Linked DNA regions of Callithrix jacchus: region 1 is linked to region 2. A link is a contact called in public Hi-C data. All regions are on one chromosome and are shown on one strand. Each heading gives the region's core, a stretch centred on a gene start, on an enhancer-like site or on the middle of the called end of the contact. The rest is flanking DNA. Distances are from core to core; before and after follow the strand shown.

What was found. Hi-C and Micro-C count contacts between places; a contact is called where the count stands out from the background.
Region 1: a contact with region 2 is called in a Hi-C map of skeletal muscle, with 2.0 times the contacts expected there. The contact joins the enhancer-like site here to the promoter of ATP13A3 in region 2. A contact is called at or near these places in 3 of 3 Hi-C or Micro-C datasets (induced pluripotent stem cells and skeletal muscle).

The regions. Positions count from the first base shown.
Region 1 is chr15:23,526,348-23,529,047 of calJac240_pri, reverse strand. TMEM44 (transmembrane protein 44) reads left to right here. Exons shown (of 11, transcript XM_078350542.1): 11 at 1-964. Among named protein-coding and RNA genes, the nearest start is that of TMEM44, 49 kb to the left of the region's middle. Within about 2 kb of position 1,352, at least 12 of the 16 cell types and tissues checked have an H3K27ac peak or open chromatin away from gene starts, as enhancers often do. A contact at or near this core is called in skeletal muscle, where this site is marked.
Region 2 is chr15:23,406,079-23,408,778 of calJac240_pri, reverse strand. ATP13A3 (ATPase 13A3) reads left to right here and starts at 1,425. Exons shown (of 33, transcript XM_054245503.2): 1 at 1,425-1,849; 2 at 2,586-2,629.

The sequences.
Region 1 (2,700 bases), core at 103-2,602, 120 kb before region 2:
GACTTTGGGTCCTGTGGACAGACCTGGACAGGGCCGGCATTTGTTCTGAAGATTACAAGTTTACAGACAGCGCTTGCATTGTAAAGATAATCCAAAGGACATTGGACCCGCTTTTCCCTTTATTCCCTTGAGATTCGGCCATAAACTGAATACCTGCTAAGTTCCAGGAAGAAGTTTTTTTTTCTTTTTCTTTTTTCTTTTTTGAGACAGAGTTTCCCAGGCTGGAGTGCAATGGTGCAATCTCGGCTCGCGCAACCTCCGCCTCCCGGGTTCAAGTGATTCTCCTGCCTCAGCCTCCCAAGTAGCTGGGATTATAGGCATGCACCACCACACCCAGCTAATTTTGTATTTTTAGTAGAGACTGGGTTTCTCCATGTTGGTCAGGCTGGTCTTGATCTCCTGACCTCAGGTGATCCGCCTGCCTTGGCCTCCTAGAGTGCTGGGATTATAGATGTGAGCCACTATACCCAACCATGAGTTAACCTCACAAATAGCGAGTATGTTTGGATCTCAGCAGAGCCCATTCTGGAAGATCTGGCTGAGCCAGATGAAAGGGGTGGGCCCTGTGCTGGGGGGCCTGGGGCACACACCAGAACCAAGACCTGCCTCCTGCCCCCCAGTCACCCACTTAAGTTATCTACTGGAAGTTATAGATATGACTGTGTGGCCAGCCAAGTGTTTGTGAGATCACTGACACTGCAAAACAAAGGAGACTGCACTGGGTACCAGGACTTCCTCCAACCTGGCAAGGTGTGTGCTGAGGTGGGGTTTGCAGGTCAAGGGAACTGTGTGCTTCAGGAACTAACTAAATGCATGTGGAGGATAAGAGGCATCATGAGAAGTGTTCAAGCACAGCAATCCCATTTGGGGATGATTTGGAGACTGCCATGAGTGAGGGAAGGGCGCAGGGAACGGGGCTAAGGTGGGAGTGAACATTGGGGTGAATAAATTCTTTCTAAAGAAATTAAAGTGTTTCCATGTGGAGTGCAATGGTAAGTATGAATCCCTGCACAGTTACAGAAGTCTGCCCCCAGAGGAACTGGGAGAAATGCCAAGCAACACAGTTCTGCTCCAGGCTGGCCCACAGCCACCTGGGTGACTCAGCTGTAGCAGCCCCGTTTCTCCTGAGAGGCAGCACAAGTTCCAGCAGCATGAAGGGGGTGCTTTGGGGAAGTAGGTTGGCTCTGCAGGTCTCTGCATGGATCCTAATGCCCGGGTGACCTCTGAACTACAAGTGATCTTAAAGCCGCCTAGTTATCCCCTTTATCTGAACTGTGTTGGTCCCTTTGTTGAAGTCAAAGTTTGTGATGTTAACCACTGAAGCTGTACTTCCAGGGAAGAGGAAGATTTGAATGGAGGCCCAGGATGTGGGGAGAAAAGAGTGTTCAAACAGATGAAAGTACAGAGGGCTGGATGCAGGGAAAGGTGGGAGTGAGCAAAGCAGGAAGGATCTGAGATGGCCAGAATGGATGATGCAGGATGGGCTGTGGGGGTGGGCAGAGGCTGAAAAGGAAGCAGACTGTGGAGGCTGGTGAGTCAGTGCTTGGTTCTGTGGCCAACTGCTAGCAGAGCAGGAAGGTGACTGACTTGCCTCAGGTACAGCACAACTGATTGGTGAGCTTTTCATCCCTAAGGCTACAACATTCCAGGAAGCAGAAATGTCGTCATGGGTACAGAATGAACCGGAAAGAGGTTTAATCTAGAGTACTGAGTGGTAACAGCAGAGCAGAAGAGCTTATCTTTAGAAAGGCAGAATGTGTGGGGATAGGATGACTTCCGGAGTTTGCCTTTAGCACACCCTCTATCTTGAGGCAAGTCTGGATCATGCTCCCTGGGGCACCAAAAATTGGTTGGATCCAGGTGAAAGTGGCCATTCACCCAAGAACATCAAATGATCTTGGCCAGGTACCATGGCTGACGCCTGTAATCCCAGCATTTTGGTAAGCTGAGGTGGGCAGATCACTTGAGGATAGGAGTTCAAGACCAGCCTGGCCGACATGGTGAAACCCTATCTTTACTAAAAATACAAAAAATTAGCCAGGCGTGGTTGGGGTTCCTGTAATACCAGCTACTCGGGAGGCTGAGGCAGGAGAATCACTTGAACCCAGGAGGCGAAGGCTGCAGTAAGCAGAGATCAAGCCACTGCACTCCAGCCTGGGAGACAATGCGAGACTCCATCTCAAAAAAAAACAAAAAATTAGCCAAGCCTCATAGCCACGCCTGTAGCCCCAGCTGCTTGGGAGGCTGAGGCACAAGAATTGCTTGAACCTAATAGGCAGAGGTTGCAGTGAACTGAGAATGCACCACTGCACTCCAGCCTGGGCAATACAACAAGAATGTCTCAAAAAACAACAAAAACCTTGCTGACTTTGAATAACACGAACTACCGAAGGGCCAGATATTATCTCTCTTCCTAGATCCCATCAGCCCAGCCACCTCCCTTCACAAACTAGTTTTGATCATCATGGTCCCAGCTTGTCTCAAGGGTAAGTCTCAAGCCTCTTCATGCACAGTGAACCACAAAACTGGGAATTTTGGAAGCAAGGTTTGGCTTCATTGTTCAACAAGACTCCTCCTGTATACAAAGCTCCAGAACACTGGAGCCTCTGTGAAGAGATGCCAATCAGAATGCCTTTCTCCTAGTAGGAGTGGGCCTCTGTTGCAGCTTTGTCTCTAGCCGTGAGACCAAGAGGGCAGTGG
Region 2 (2,700 bases), core at 176-2,675:
AGGAGGAGGCTGTCTTGATCGTTTCGTTTTTTGGACTTGGAGAGGCCAGCCTGTTTAAAGACCGAGAGGAAACAGCCAGGCAAAGAAGCCAGGGAGATGGAGGAGGAGGATTTTAGGGCCCAACCTTACCCAGACCGCTTTTTTGCGGTTTGCCCAACACTACCACACCCCATAACTCATTTAATCATTTCAACACCACGAGGTTTGAAACAGTGAGGTTTGAAACAGTGAGGTTTGAAACAAAACGGCGAGGCCACGGATTGGGAAGAGAAAGCTGTGGCTCCAACTCGAGGTCCAGCGCACTGGAGGCGGTGGTCCAGTGCCAAGAGGCGGTCAGAAATGCCAAAAAACTGCCAGCCCCACACAATGTAGGGGACCAAGGGTGGCTGTGGTGCGCTCCTTGGCCCCAGGAGGTGTTATCAGTGTCGCGGACTCGGGTTGATGTGCTGCCTCAGGTGAGATGTCATCGTATGCGTGGACCAGGGATGGCGGCCCTGATAAGTGTCCACGGGCTAAATGCTCCCTGCTCCTGGCGAGGTGTCCCCAGGTGTGGTGGACAGGGTCCGCGTGCATGCTGTCCCCTTCTTTAAGACGCTAAGGCGGCTAAGTTCTGTAAGTAGCGGCAAGGAGAACAGTCACGAAGCGGGCCGGGCGCCAAGGACGCGGGCCAGGTGGCCCCAGGCGGAAAGATGGCCGCGGCCCAAGGCTGCAGGTGGCCGGGCGCGCTCCCTGCGCGCGTCGGGGAGGGGACGCCGCGAAAACCAAACCCGCGATTTGGAAATCAGGCTGCGGCCCTACCCCGAGATAAGTCTTCTGCGAAGGGAAGTATTTAATTCGCCCAGGACAGTCGGAAGAGGCGCCTTCCCGCCGGAGGCGAGCAGCGGGTGCGTCGGAGCTTTCTCGGGTGCGCTCCTCCCCTCCTCCGCTCGGGGCTGGCGCGTAGAGCCAGTGGTCAGACCCGAACGACAGTTTTTTGTTTGTTTATTTTGGCGGGGACGGAGGTGGCCAAAGGAGTGAACGAACCTTGCATTGGGAGCTGGGCTCTGGTCTCCTCTCCACCATTTAGCACAAGCTTCCTCCATGACCATGACTCTGGGCAACGTTTGTCTAGTCACTGAGCCTCAGTTTCCCTGTTCTTAAAATGGGAGTTTGGACTATGATGTTGTCACAGTCCAAAGAAGATGGAGTGGGATTTGCAGTCCCACTTCATCCCAGCAGAAGAGCCGCCTTCCATTAGCCTAACAGCCACCGTTTTTGGACGGCGTCCCCTTACCTGCTCCTTTCTTTGGAGCTCGAGGGGGCTAAACGATGGGGTGGGCGGGGCTTAGGGCTCACCCCGCCCCTTCCCGCCTCCTGACGTCGTCCGCGCCCCTCCGCTCTTGGCGCGGGGATGAAGCCACCACGTGACCTCACTTCGGGCGCGGGAGTCCCGAGCCCGCGCGCGCACCCTGCCTGCCCGTCGCCTCTCCTCGCAGCGTGATCGGGCGCCGCCGCGGAGGGGAGGGGGGGTTCGCGACGTCGCTGGCGGTCGGGGGCCGTTTCGGAGTGCAGACCCCCTCCCTCCCCCTGCCTGCCTCCCGTCACCCTCTCTTGTTCTCGCCCTGCCCGGCTACACGGCGCCGCCGCGGGCGCGGAGGAGGAGGAGAACGCGGACGTCCCAGGGCCTGCCCGGCCCCGCCGCGGCGCCTCCTTCCCTCACCCTGAGCCGCAGCGCGCGGCGCTGGCCGAGGGCGATGGGGCTGGGCTGAGGCAAGGCAAGGCAGCGGCGGCGGCGGCCGGGTCCCCCGCGGCTCTTGGAGCTAGTCCGGCCGCAAGGGAGGCCGCGGAGGAGGCGGCGCGGCGGCGGCCGGTGAGCGGGGCGAGGGGCGGGTGGGCGGCGGCGAAGGGGGAGGTTGAGGAGGCGAACGGTGTGGTCGGGGCGGCGGGTGCCGGCTGAGGTCGCGGCCAGCCTCCCCCGGCCGGAGATGGACATCTCGGGGACTAGGAGCTGAGACCCTGGAGGGTCGAGGACAAGTGAGGCCGGGCAGGAGCCCACGCGGTGGTTCCGAAGGCCTGGGGGTGGACGCGCTGCCTGTGGTGTGGGGGGAGCTTGGGGGCCAGGAGCGGGGTGATTGGTAGTCGGCCCTTTCAGAAAGTCCTGAGGGAGGTGGTGGTCCTGTGGGCAGAAGGGGTAGGGGGCTGGCAGGGCCCTCGGTGGGTCTTTGTGGGACCCTAGCTCGTCCTCAGCGGTGGAATATGGACCTCCTTGGCGTCTCCTCATTTCACAGATAAAATAAGTGAGTTCCATGGAGGAAAAGTGACTTCTGACTTGCCTAAGGCCTCCCACGCGGACTCTGTGGCAGTGGGGACTAGAAAAACCCAGGGCCCTTTTTCCTGGCAGTGCTTTCGTGGCCACTCTGTGGCCTTTCTTTCCATTCCTTTCACAAAGTCGGGTTCTGGTGGAAGCGTGACCTCTGGCTGTTTTGGGGACGTGAAGGGTAGGGATGAAGGGGAGGGCCTCAGGTTGGGATTGGCAGTGACTCAGTAGGGGGCTTCCCAGTTTGGAAAGCTTTGTGACAGGTGTTTCTTGTTTCCTCTTCCCATAGATCTGACAGAAACATCCTTGAATCTTGGTGTTTGGACATAGGAGGTATGAATCACTCACATAATTAACTGTTTTTTAATCATCAGTGTCTTAGAGCTATATTTAGTGGTTATATT